Linked DNA regions of Pan troglodytes: region 2 is linked to region 1. The links are chromatin contacts, called in public HiChIP or PLAC-seq maps. All regions are on one chromosome and are shown on one strand. Each heading gives the region's core, a stretch centred on a gene start, on an enhancer-like site or on the middle of the called end of the contact. The rest is flanking DNA. Distances are from core to core; before and after follow the strand shown.

Evidence for each region. HiChIP or PLAC-seq counts read pairs in DNA pulled down with a chosen protein or histone mark.
Region 2: an H3K4me3 HiChIP or PLAC-seq map of stem cell-derived excitatory neurons shows a contact between it and region 1, with 3 times the contacts expected there. The contact joins the promoter of PPP1R12B here to the promoter of SYT2 in region 1. A contact is called at or near these places in 2 of 7 Hi-C or Micro-C datasets (induced pluripotent stem cells and stem cell-derived neural progenitor cells), 1 of 1 datasets of contacts at active chromatin or transcription factors (stem cell-derived excitatory neurons) and 1 of 1 other capture datasets (stem cell-derived neural stem cells).

The regions. Positions count from the first base shown.
Region 1 is chr1:46,383,514-46,390,408 of NHGRI_mPanTro3-v2.0_pri, reverse strand. It overlaps SYT2 (synaptotagmin 2), which reads right to left and starts at 3,656. Exons shown (of 9, transcript XM_016935938.4): 1 at 3,474-3,656.
Region 2 is chr1:46,746,952-46,753,840 of NHGRI_mPanTro3-v2.0_pri, reverse strand. It overlaps PPP1R12B (protein phosphatase 1 regulatory subunit 12B), which reads left to right and starts at 4,659. Exons shown (of 24, transcript XM_514103.8): 1 at 4,659-5,129. The coding sequence starts at 4,839.

The DNA.
Region 1 (6,895 bases), core at 2,407-4,906:
TGGATTATTCACGTAGGGAATTTAGAACTGCATCTGTCTGGTGGGCCAGGGGCTACTTCTAAAATAACACGAATAGTTATCAGTTCTACAATACTACCCTGAGAGTTAAGCATTATTACCTCTGTTCTTTAGAGAAAACTGTGCAGACATTGTCAGATCATCCTGTTACATGCTCTCGAAGCATCCTACATACCTTCATAACTCTTGGCACAGTCATGATGAATTCTTTATGTAATTATCTAATTGTGTGGTATTCACTAGATTGTAAATGCCAAGAGGGCAGGAAACAGGTCTGTTTTGTTCCCACCTGAATCTCCATTGCCTAGCATAGATTCTCAAAATGCAATAGTGGAATGAATGCAGAAGGGATGCTGAGTGGCTCAGTAACATGTGTAGGGCCTGCGGCTGTGCTCACCTCCCCACCCAGAGAGACTACAACAGTGGCACATGGTAGGTACTCACTAATAAAATACTTGTTGCAAATGTCAGACTTTGTACTTAGCAGCCCTGGGATTTGAACCCAGGCCTGTCTATCTCCTAGCCTCTATTCTTTGGTGCTTCATATTTAACCACTGCACTGAGTGACCCTGCCCCCCATCACTCCCTCTGACTTGCTGTTCCAGTTCTTAAAGAGTATCCCCACCACCCTGGACCTTCAGTGGTGGGGATACTCTGGCTTCAGCTAGGACCTGCCTAGATTGGGGAAGTCTACAGAGCAAATCCCAAAGCCAAGTGAAGTAGTGTTTCTACTCATCTGCAGCCTTAAGTCATCCACGAGGATGCTTCTGTCCAGGGAAGGGAATGATGGTCATTCTTCCAGGCAAATGAAGCCCAACCTCCTCCCACTCTGTCCTCACTGCCTTCTGTCCCCCTGCTTCCAGTGCACTCACTGCCCCTCTATCTACTCTCCGCTGAGAGGGCGGCACAGGCCTGGCGGGGAAGAAAAAGGGGACCCCATTGAGACAGGACAATGTTCAGATGGAGGCAGAAAGAATGACTAGAGGTCAGGCTTGCCTAGGGGCTGGTGAACACTGGGGTAGCCTGGTCCCCAGGGCTTGAGAAGGGCAGGGAAGAGGCTTCTCCAGCCACCTCCAACGCCCACCCCCAGGTCTCTGCAGTATCATAGACAGCTCTGTCACACCTGCCTGGAAGCTGCCTAAGGGTAGAAGGAATAAAACGAGCTCCAGCTGCAATGTGAGGGCAGGTGAGCCCAGACCCAGCTCCAGAAAGGGTCTCCCCGGCCCTGCGAGGTCTTCAGCAAGGTACATGCTTTGCCCAGGTGAAACCAGCTTCAGTCCTAAATTGAAGCCAGTTGCAAGCTTCTCTAGGCGAAAAGTCAATGTTTACGAACACCAACACTTTTTGCTTCCCCTGGTCCTGTTCTGTGGATGTCAGACCCCAAAGCTGAAAAAGAAATGTTCTTGCATAATCACCCCCTTCCCCCAAAAGAAAACCCAAGTTCCCCGGACACAAACTCCTGGACTGCAGAACAAAGCAGACTCCCAGCAGAGTGGTCTGGTCTCTCTTCCTCCAGGGAATGGTGGGCCAGATCTATGTGAGGCTATAACCTAGAAACTTTCCTCTGCCTCCCTCTCCTCCTCCTTTGGCAAGACAAGGAGGGGAGAAGGTAAGGATTAAGCCCAAAAGATCTCCAGAAAAAGCCAAGCCTCTGGGGGGAGTCCTAGAGGGTGAAGCCAGGGATCTGCCTGGCAGCCAAGCAGAGCAGAGGCAGCCACCCTGAGGGAAAGGTGGTTCAGTCGGGGTTCAGTGGGCACTGGCCATTTTCCAGGGGCATGGGAGGAGATGGGTTGGAGTTGGACTCCCTAGGCTGCAGTGTGCCTGGCATGGACCCCTGACGCTGACTCACCCCCAGGGCCCTGACACACGCTGCAGCTTGCAGTGCCTGCCAGGCCACCACTCTCATTCCACAGGACCAGGATGCCAGGCACGTCCCACTGCATCAGAGCCACCCTGCCCCCTTCCACCTGCCACTCGGGCCTGCCTTAGGGGCACTGGGCATGGCTTTTTTCAGCACCTCTGCTGGTCACAGAGATGTTTCTAGCAGCCCCAAAGCTGGACTTAGTCTTAAGTAGGGAGAGATGGTTGAAAGGATTAAGGGCTTCCCTGCTTCTGTCACCCCCTCTAATGAAGTGCCAGGTTATGGGGATCCAGATAGATTGGATGGAGGACAATCTATTCCACCTGGGAGAGGCCCCTCAGGGCGGCAGCAGTAGGGGAGGGAGAAGGGCACCCTTTTGCTTTCCAGGTCAGACCCCAGTTCACCTTTCTGGCTTCCTGGGCGCCCCCAGATCCTAAGGACTTCCTCCTCCTCATAAGCTAACCCAACCTGTACTACCTGCCCACGGGGCCTCTGCCCTTCCCTCCCCACTGCGGTGGCCCCTCCTGGGCCAGCACTTCTTCTGTCCTTGCACTCCCTTCTCCTGCTGCGGGGAGAGCACCTACTCCGCCACCTCAGCCAGGGGTAGGGGAGGACACTGCCCTGCCAGGAGACACCCCACGAGCCATGGGCTGGGGGTGTCCTGGAGGCACCTGTGGAATGTGGGGATGAAAAGGGAGGAGACAGGATGAGGGGGCCTGGCTTAGTGGGATGTGAAACGATAAAGCTCCACTTTTTAGTTGAAAAATAAAAGCCCTGTCCCCCAGAGGTGGGGGAAGGAGCATAGGCAGGGGAAGGGGGCACCCCAAATGGGAAAGGTACATGGAAGAGTCTAGAAAAGGGAGTCGGGCTGTCAGCACCCGCCAGACTGCGAGCCTAGCCCTGGGGACAGAGCTGAAGCAGGGACGGGGCGTCCTAGGTCGTGCTGAGTCATGAGATTTGGAGAGAGGGGAGGGGCGCCTCCAGCCCCTTCTTGGGCCCCTGCCCCAGCTCCTCGTGCCCGTTGCTTCCAGATGGCCCCTGCAGTCTGTCTCCCCAACCTCTCCCTGACCCAGGGTCTCCGGCTCCCAGCGCCCAGACCCCACCCCCCGCCCCACTTCCCACGACGGCGGTGCCAGGGGTCCCCGAAGCTTGAGACTGGGGCAAAAGAATCTTCCTTGGAGACCGCTAGGGCTGGCGGGGGCTGGGCTAGACGCGAGTGGGTTCGTCCCAGGGAAAAGAGAGAGGGACGGGGGCGCAGAGCCGGCCGGTGCAGGGGACGCGTGGCCCGCCCCTCTCTGCAGCAACTCGCGGGGAGACCGCGGGAGGAAATCTGCCCCCAGCCCAGCCCCAGTCCCTCAGAGGAGCCGGCTCCTCGCCCCTCGGGTCCGACTCCCCGAGACGAACCTTCCATCCGGACGCTTCCAAACTCCCCCAAAGGACGGGGCGGACTCCCGGCCCCCTTGGCCTCAAACTTCCCCAACCCTACTCACCTCTCGGGACCCAGACCACCCCGTGGCCCCTCGACTCAGTAGCAGAAAAGGAGAAACTTTGGAGAGGGAGGTCCGTGCCCCCACCGGCGGGGGTATGGACTTACCGGAGAGCGACCCGAAGGAGGCGGGAGAGATCCGGGGTCGCCAATGTGAGGGGGTGTCGGACGGCAAGGACGCGGGGCTGGCGACGGTTTCGCAGGGGCGCCCGTTCCCCTGGGGCGCGAAGTCCCCGCTCCACCGCTGCCCCAACTCGGCTCCGAAGTGCCTTTGCCGCAAGACTTGCTGAGCTTAGCAGTCTGCGCCGAGGCGGCAGAGGGAGGGGGCCTGATCGATGGGCGCGCGCGGCGAGCGCTGCAGTGAGGGGAGGAGACCAAGCGGCGCGGGAGGGCGGGGACCGAGGCGGAGGAGGCCCGGAGGAGGCGGAGGGCGGGCCTGCCCCCCGGGACGGGTCCTTTCTGCGCAGCCCCCCAGGCGCTCGGCGCCCCCGCCTTCTGCTCAAGGTCAAGGAGGCTGCTTCCCCAGCAGGAAGGCGGACGGGAAAGGGGCTCTATACTCCCCACCCCAGAAGGCTGGTCTCCTTTCTAGCCAGCTCCTTCTCTCCAACTTCCCGAACCCACTGCAGCTCAAGGCTAAATTATTGGGCTCAGGAGCCCCCCTCCCCATGGCCATTTTGGGATCCCTGAGCCCCTAGCCTCCCCTCCTCCCCTCTCCGCTTAGGTCACCGCTACCTATATTGGCCACCTGGATGGTGGGGGCTTCTGAGCCTAAAGGATGGGTGAGAGAGAGGAGGATGCTTGAGAGAAGACAGCGGTACCTGAGGCCTATGGAAATAGAACGGCGGAGGGGAGAGGAAGAACTGCAGGGTGGCAAGGAGAGAGGAGCTGGAAGACGGTAGAAAGAAAAGGAGGATGCTACTGGTTATTAAAGACAGGATGTTCACACATGTTAGTTTGCTTAATACGTAAGACATCCCTTTAAGGTGGGCATTTTGCGTGGGCAGTTTGCAGGTGGGGAAACAGTCCCTGAATGGTGCGTTGGACCAAGGAGCTGCAGACAGTAAGTGGTGGCATTTCGGAAGAGCCTGGGAGAAAGAGAAGGGTGGCAAGGGCAAAGAGGAGCCCTTCCTAACCTACCCAGGAGCTGCCAGGGCAGCACCAGAACTTCCTTACAGCACAATTGGAATATCCACTTTAACTCTTTTGGAGTTAACTTTTTTTTTCTTTTTTTTTTTGTTTTTTTTTTTTTTTAGACAAGTTTCACTCTGTTACCCAACCTGCAGTGCAGTGTGCAGTGGCGCGATCTTGGCTCACTGCCACCTCTGCCTCCTGGGTTGAAGGGATTCTCCCGCCTCAGCCTCCCGAGCAGCTGGGATTACAGACGTGCGCCACCACACCCGGCTAATTTTTGTATTCTTAGTAGAGATGGGGTTTTGCCATGTTGGCCAGGCTAGTCTCGAACTCCTGACCTCAAGGGATCCACCCACTTCGGCCTCTCAAAGTGCTGGGATTACAAGCATGAGCCACTGCGCTTGGCCTGGAGTTAACTTTTATAATAGGACTGTAGCATCCTGCCTCGCTTTTGGGTACAAAACCGTACATGACCTGAGGTCAGCCTTCAATACGTACTAGGTGAGTGAGTGAGAGGTGGAATGAATGCAATATGAGGAGATGCAAAGAACAAGTGGGATTCAGGCTTTGGGGAGAGAAGAGGCAGTGGAGGGCACTTTTCAGATCACTGTGCCAATAATACCAGGTGTTACTGGCAGACCATCCCCAGTTGGAGACTATCCCCAGTTTGGCTTGCCTCAGAGCAAGGCGGCAAGTGGCTGCCGCCTCAGTGGATGTTACGAAAAAGGTGGGGGAAGACCTCTGGGGAGTCCTCAATCAGGCTGAAGCTGTGCTCACAGCCCCTGAGGCACAGAGGCCCTCCCCCTTCACCTGTGGAGCAGCCATAACAAGGGCAGTGGAGGAAATGGGGAGCCAAGTTACAATGGACTAAGAATGAGACCTTTACATTCAAAGAGGTTACCCACCACCCCCACCCTTAGCCAGGTGTGTTCCAGGACTTGTTGCTTCCCCAAAGGGACTGGCTCTACTCTATTCGCTCCTTCCTGCTCCCCATGCCAACAACCAGTATCTGCAGGACTCCAGCCAGAAAGAGGGCTGCAGCCCCCTCGCACAGAATCAAGCCAAGCGAACTGGCCCGATGCGCTTCAACTTTTCCACGGCAGCAGACTCAGCTGCCTACTGTTCTGATCAAAGCCTTGTGTCAATCTGGTGCCCCAACTTCTTCTCCTAAGCACGTCAGAGGAAGCCAGCCTGCCTTCCCAGGCTATTAGGAGAGTCAGAGCTGTAATCAATTTGGTTAAATGAAAAATGTGGTGTCCCTGGCTACAGCCTTAATGTTCTTTTAATTCATCAGGACCAGTAGTGTCTGGGTTACAAACCTAATCAAGAGCTCAACATCCCTCTTGCTTATTCCCCCAGGCTTCAGGAGCTGGAAGAGGAAAGAATGGAAAAGACATCCACCCCCTCCACACCCAGCCTATTATTAGATACTTTGCTTTTCAACTGTTCATCATTGTAGAAAGATGAGCCTCTAGTATCTTAGACCAACATCACTCAATTGCATGCACATGCAGGGCCATCAGGGCAATCCCTCTGCTTCCACACAAGGTCATTTTGAATCCACAAAAGGTGGGGGAGAGCTATCTAACACTGAGAGTTATTCAGGAAGAAAGTCTACAGCTCCCTCAATTACATTGTTTTACCACTTTCTGCTGAATAGTGTGCTTCCTGGTGGCTTCATTTTCTGTTTTTTTCTAGGGAGGAGAGAGAAGAGAGCAGGGAACTGCTGCATCGTGCCCCTGTCACAGCTTTCCCTGGGGACTGAAAGCCCCTGTACTTTTTTACTGCCTGCCACCTGCCTTCTGCTTAAAGAATTCCCTTTTTGTCCATCCTTGATCATAGGTCTACTAGCACTTGCACTACCTCACACTTGGATTGTTTCCCTGATGTTCTGGTCAGGCCTTCATCCCTGCAAACTTGTTCCAAGCCCTGCTGTCATAGTTAGAGCAAACAGAAATGAGCTGGGACAGGAGAGAGAGTCTTCATCACCGCTGACCCTAGCCAGCTCCCATTTCCTGCTTTCTCTTGATACACACAGAAAGAAACACCCCTTCAGAAAGCTGTTGTTCTTGCCCTCCCACCCCCTGCACATACCCGTATTATTCTTCCAGAGCAGTTTGTATTGTTCCTGACAATTAAGCAAACAATGACTAAGCTCTCCTCTGAAACACGCCTGCTTTACTGGTTGTAACTGAGTAAATGGTTCTTTAAAACTTACAGCTGGGCAAAGTGGCTCACGCCTATAATTCCAGCCCTTTGGGAGGCTGAGGCGGGCAGATCGCGAGGCCAGGAGTTTGAGACCATCCTGGCCAACATGGTGAAACCCCACCTCTACTAAAAATACAAAAATTAGCCAGGTGTGGTGGTGGGTGCCTGTAATCCCAGCTACTCAGGAGGCT
Region 2 (6,889 bases), core at 3,410-5,909, 360 kb before region 1:
ATAGAGGCCAGGCTAAAAGATTTTCATAAACTTTTTACAGGTGTCATTGTTTTTAAAAATGGAGCATTCTAATGTTATAATTTATTTTTAAATTATAGCTATGAAAATTATTATTTTATAAAGGTTTCTTCACTTTACAACACATCATAGCAGGCTCACTTAGTACTTACAAAAGTATAAAAATTGTATTTTATTTTTCTACAGTAGTATTTGTCAGGATTTACTCACTAGTATATGAAAATATATCTTATTTATTTTTATTTTTTATTTTTTATTTTTTTGAGACAGGGTGTCACTCTGTCGCTCACTGCAACCTCCGCCTCCTGGGTTCAAGCGCTTCTCCTGCCTCAGCCTGCCTAGTAGCTGGGACTTCCGGCGCCCACCACCATGCCCGGCTAATTTTTGCATTTATAGTAGACACGGGGTTTCACCATGTTGGCCAGGCTTATATTTTCTTTAGAATAGTATACTTATAGCCAGGTGCAGTGGGTCATGCCTGTAATCCCAACATTTGGGGAGGCCTAGGTGGGCAGATCGCTTGAGCCCAGGACTTTGAGACCAGCCTGGGTAACATGGCAAAACCTCATCTCTACCAAAAAATACAAAAATTACCCAGGCATGGTGGTGCATGCCTGTAGTCCCAGCTACTTGGGAGGCTGAGGTAAGAGGATCACTTGAGCCCAGGAGGTTAAGGCTGCAGTGAGCTGTGATTGCACCACTGCAAATCTAAAGTGAGATCCTGTCTCAAAAATAAATAAATAATAAAGGAATGGAGTACTTGTTTAGGAAATTTACCATACTTGTTTAATGAGCTGATTGTGTAAGTTATTCTCAGAAAGCCCTAGTTGGGAAAGATGTTTTAGAAAAAATAGGATTTCGATTTGAAAAAACTTTTCAAGTCATTAGAGGTAGATGAATGTTTTCATGGCATTTTTTTGGCTGAGCCTGTAAAATTAATTAGATTATAATAATTATTACTACTTTCAATAATCATATAGCCAGAAGGTATATTTCTCTATCTCCAAGTAGATATGCACTTAAATGATCCAAGGAATTTAACTACTTACACTTTTCGTAAAATCTCCAAAGAAGGTATTACACTCTTACTTCCACAGGAAAAAAAAGAAAAGAAGCAAATAAAATAGGTATGGTAAGGAAGTACTTCTGGCTTCCTGGAACTTCCTTATATTGAGACTGAATTCTTGGCTGGGCGCGGTGGATCACGCCTGTAATCCCAGCACTTTGGGAGGCCAAGGCGGGTTGATCACAAGGTCAGGAGTTAGAGACCAACCTGGCCAATATGGTGAAGCCCTGTCTCTACTAAAAATACAAAAATTAGCCGGGCATGGTGGTGGGTGCCTATAGTCCCAGCTTCTCAAGGAGAATTGCTTGAACCCAGGAGGCAGAGGTTGCAGTGAGCTGAGATCGCACCACTGCACTCCAGCCTGGAGACTCCGTTTCAAAAAAAAAGAAAAAGAGACTGAATTCGTGTTGAAATTTAAGCTCAGGCTGGGCATGGTGGCTCACACCTAAAATCTCAGTACTTTGGGAGGCTGAGGTGGGAGGACTGCTTGAGGCCAGGAGTTCAAGACCAGCCTGGGCAAAATAGCAAGACCCATCTCTACTTAAAAATAAAATAAAATAAGATAATTTTATGTGCCTATAGTCCCAGCTACTCAGGAGGTAGAGGGAGGAGAATTGCTTGAGCCCAGGAGTTTGAGCCTGCAGTGAGTTATGTTGGCACCATTGCACTCTACCCTGGGTAACTCTGTCTCCAAAAAAGAAAGAAAGAAATTTAAGTTCATATCTCTTGGGAAAGTAAGGATTTAACCTGGAGTGGGTCAATTTTAGCTTATTTAAACAACTGGAACCAGATATTTTTTGCTTCCTAATTCGGAATACAAAAATAATGCAGCCAAAAGAAGCATCATTATTGATCCCTGAAAAATTTACTCCAGTTTAAAAATCCTTATTAGAAGACCAGTATGCCAGTAAAACATAAAGTTATATATATATAGGAGCAGCTATCATATACGAGGAACATAATATTGAAATGATGCATGAGGACTGTAAATAGGATTAGGCTTCTAGCTGAGTATTCTTACCTATTTGATTTAATATCAATTTTTCTTTTATCCTTTAGGGACAGTTCTATTTGGGAGCTTGTGGGCAACAGTAATTATCAGCAAGAGGCTGAATTGGAATAAGAGGAGGTCCCACTGTGATATGTTACAAAGTAAATCTCATGAATAATTTTTTTTTTTTTTGAGAAAATCTTGCTCTGTCACCCAGGCTGGAGTACAGTGGCATAATCTCGGCTCACTGCAACCTCCGCCTCCCAGGCTTAAGCGATTTTCCTGCCTCAGCCTCCTGAGTAGTTGGGATTACAGGCACCCGCCACTGTGCCTGGCTAATTTTTGTATTTTTAATAGAGATGGGGTTTCACCATGTTAGGGTGGTCTCGAACTCCTGACCTTAAGTGATCTGCCCGCCTTGGCCTTCCAAAATGCTGGGATTACAAGCGTGAGCCATCGCGTCTGGCCAAGAATTTTTAATTGCAATAAATGATGAGACATGACAAGTTCTATGGTGGCCATAAATAAATGCATGTAGCAAGGAAAATGAGGTTACATAATGTATACATTATTATACCTTGATTTTCCTTATGTACATTGTTATTGATAGTACACAGATTTGACATGAGGTTTAATTAGTATTTATAATGTATTTAAGAATATCCTACTAAAGCATATGGTGGTTAGACACAGTATTATTAAACATAATATTTTTTACATTTATATGTCACTTTTCATTTGAGGCTTTCAATTCAATAATTAATTGTTTCCTTAATGTATGATTTCCACTTCATTTCAGGGGAAATTGAGGAACAGGCAAATTTTCACATGACAGAATATAACAAAGTTTCCCTTTACAATACCCCAATCATTTTGCAACATTTTTTAAATGAAAAATTTTAAACATACAGAAATGTTTAAAGAATCTAATATTTGCATATGTACTCTTTCATTATAGGTAACACATTTAATTATATTTTGTTCAGGGCTAGAGCACTGGAGGTTATACTTATTAAATCAATCGGACTGGCCAGATGCGGTGGCTCATGCCTGTAATACCAACACTTTGGGAGACTGAGGTGGGTGGATCACTTGAGCCCAGGAGCTCAAGACTAGCCTGGGCAACATGGCAAAACCCTGTCTCTACAAAAAATACAAAAGTTAGCCAGGCATAGTGACGCAGGCCTGTAGTCCCAGCTACTTGGGGGGCTGAGGTGGGAGGATCGCTTGAGCCTGGGAGGTTGAGGCTACAGTGATCCACGACCATGCCACTGCCCTCCAGCCTGGGTGACAGAGTGAGACCCTGTCTCAAACAAAACAAAACAAAACAAAACAATCGGACAGATACATGTTTTATAACCCAGTCTTGGTGAATATAAAAATGTTCTATTTGCTACCTTAGGAATTTAGTATGATTTAGTATGCTTGATAGTATCTTTCTCTAGCTTTGAAAAAAAAAATCATGGGCCAGGTACAGTGGCTCAGGGCTGTAATACCAACACTTTGGGAGGCTGAGGCAGGAGGATCGCTTGTGTCTAAGAGTTCCAGACCAGCCTGGGCAACATGGTGAGACCTTGTCTCTACGAAAAAATAAAAAAATAGTGGGTGTGGTGGTGGGCACCTGTAGTCCTAGCTACTGGGGAGACTGAGGTGGGAGGATCGCTTGAGCCCAGGAGGTTGAGTCTGCAGTGAGCCGTGATTGCGCCATTGCACTCAGCCTGGGTGACAGAGTGAGACTCTGTCTCAAAAGAAAAGAAATAAAAATCATGGAAGACATCTATTCTGTCTTGTAAAAATTTAAGATACATGAAAAGAGTAGAGGAGGAGGAGGAGGGAGAAGGAAGAGACATTATTTATTGGGATCCAATATGTGCCAAAGATAGTATTAGGCATCCTTGCATGTATTATTTCATTTGATCCACATGACTACCCTGTGAGATGTTATTCCCATTTTACACATAAGAAAACTGGCTCAGAGAAGTTAAGTAATTTGTCTACGGCTGTGAATTCAACTTAAATTCACAGCTTAAACTCTTTTCACTACATCTGAATGCATCATTTTCAAGATCTTTTCTGGGCCTGGAGTAAGTTGACAGTATTTATGTAAAACATGTAATACTGTATCTGTATGTATGCTCCTCTTCCCCACGCTCATTCACATTTACCGTGATTAATACACATGTTAATAAAACCCTAGACTTAGAACTAGGATATAGAATCCAGTCGTTTAGGTACTTAATGTTTAGTTCTCTCCTCCAGAAAACAGGAATAATTACCGCCTTTTTTCCACTCCAAAGAATTGATGTGATAATTAGGGAGATAAGATTAGTTACTAGTCATAACAAGAATAAACTACAACTCCCAAAATGCCCAGAGGAAGAGGCTGACGCCAGTCCAGGAGACAGTTCCAGCTTTAGGGCAAAGGTGACCCCACTGGGTCCCGTGGCGAAAGAGAGAGCCGCCGGTCCTCGACTTTTTTCTGATGCATCCAGGGATTTGTAGTTCCCTTACGGCCACCAAGTGCACTTAGGGCAGGTCTCTTACTACGAGTCCCGTGATGACCCGAGGCCGGGCAGCGCCTGCGTATTGAAGCCGAGGGAGCGTGCGGGCGGTGCTACTGGCGGGAGGAGTAAAGATGGCGGCGCGAGGGTCTCCGCCCTCTTCTCCGGGCTGAAGCGCTCTGAGAGAGGCGGCAGCGGCAACTCGAGCCTCAACAGTAATTTAGTGTTGGTAGTTTTGGCAGCAGCTGCCGAGGCCGGAGCAATGGCGGAGCTGGAGCACCTAGGAGGGAAGCGGGCAGAGTCGGCGCGAATGCGGCGGGCAGAGCAGCTTCGGCGCTGGCGGGGCTCGCTGACAGAGCAGGAGCCTGCGGAGCGACGAGGCGCGGGGCGGCAGCCGCTGACCAGGCGCGGGAGCCCCAGGGTCCGCTTCGAGGACGGTGCTGTCTTTCTGGCCGCCTGCTCTAGCGGGGACACCGACGAGGTGAGAAAGCTTCTGGCAAGAGGTGCTGATATCAACACGGTCAACGTGGACGGCTTGACAGCCCTGCACCAGGTAACTCCTTTCTTGGTCTTAGAGGCGTCCAGTCTCCTACAGATGAGCCTTTGACCCTGCGAGCCACCCCATGGGGAGTATCAGTGTTGCCGCCGACTCCTTCTGCATGGACACTGCCCTTTTGGGCTAATCGGTTTCATTCTTGGCCAGCTTCCTCCACTAATCAAGTCTTTTTCTGACCCCAGGGTCTTAGGAATAGCGTCACCCCGCTGCTTGGTCAGTGTTTGTATTTCCCTCCACCTACTTGTGTTGTCATGGTTACTGGTGATTTTTGTCCCTGGTCTTATCCCTGTAGATTAGTTATCTTCACTTATGTCTGGTTGGCGTGCCTGCACACCGCGTCACTCATAGGCACAGTGTCATTTGTTTGATGCCCTTTCAGAAAATTCAGTTGTTGTGTGTCCCCGTTATAGAATATCTTATATCACTTAAAGAGTAAAGCCCTTTACTGGGTAAAGACAAGCAGGTCTGAAACCACACCTCTTGTTTTGTTGATTTGTAGTACTTCAAAACAGTTTGTGTTGCCTCTAGGCTACAGCTCCTAGAACACGCCGGACCTCGTTGTTTTAGGTATCTTAACTTTCTTCTCAGCAGTGCTACCTCCCTGAGAGCTTCCTATGGAGAACTAAGTTACTGAATTACCTCTGTTTGATACTTATGGAATAGCTTTTCTATTTTTCTATTTTTTTTTCTAAAGCGCTCTATAGAAATCCCATGCCCTATGTATAGCTATACTATATGGATTGTGGATAATCTGTGCTTGGTAACGACACCTTTACTTCTGTCACCTAATGCAGCAATATTCTCTGTCTACTGACTGCCATGACTAACTACCCCTCTCTCCTCAAATGGAACTTCATCAGTTATTTTGGTGAGCTGAGAGCCGGTCACCCACTCTTAATCTTTTGTATTTTTCTTCTTCTGCCGTCTGTGCAAAGTGAATGTATTGGCATGAGAATCTACTTCTAAATAATAACTCAACTTTATATCAGACCACTTCCCTAAATATATTTAGCCAATAGCTTAAAAAGTTACTTCTCACTATGTTTGCAACCCTTCTATTTCAGGTAGAAGAAACTCTTTCACCCTATTTTGTACCCATTTTTTTTCCTGCTGATAATATTTCCCCACCTAAGGTAGTAACCAATATTTGTAGAGTGCTTTGCTGTTTGATTTCATATGTCTTACCCCATGTGAGTTTCAGCAGTGATCCTTTGAAGTAGGTGTGGCAGGTAGTGTTGTTATTCTCATTTTACAGATGAGGAAACTGAAGCTCAGGAAAATTATTTGTGCAAAGTTAGAAAGTAAAGAAGTGGCCCATAGGCATGGATTTTTCAGACTTATGTCACAGAGATCTATATCTCGCTTAATAAGGAGCTGAATGTAAAATGAGATAAAAGCTAAGAGAACCACATTAAATTCTAAACTTTAAATTTCTGAACTCTTTGGGAAGGTGAATTCTTGTTTTTCTTTTTCTTTTTCTTTTTTTTTTTTTTTGATTCAGAGTCTCGCTCTGTTGCCCAGGCTGGAGTGCAATGGCGAGATCTTGGCTCACTGCAACCTCTGCCTCCCGGTTTCAAGCGATTCTCCTGCCTCAGCCTCCCGAGTAGCTGGGATTACAGGCACCTGCCACCACGCCTAGATAATATTTGTATTTTTAGTAGAGATGGGCTTTCACCGTGATGACCAGGCTGGTCTCAAACTCCTGACCTCAGGAGATCCACCCTCCTTGGCCTCCCAAACTGCTGGGATTATAGGCG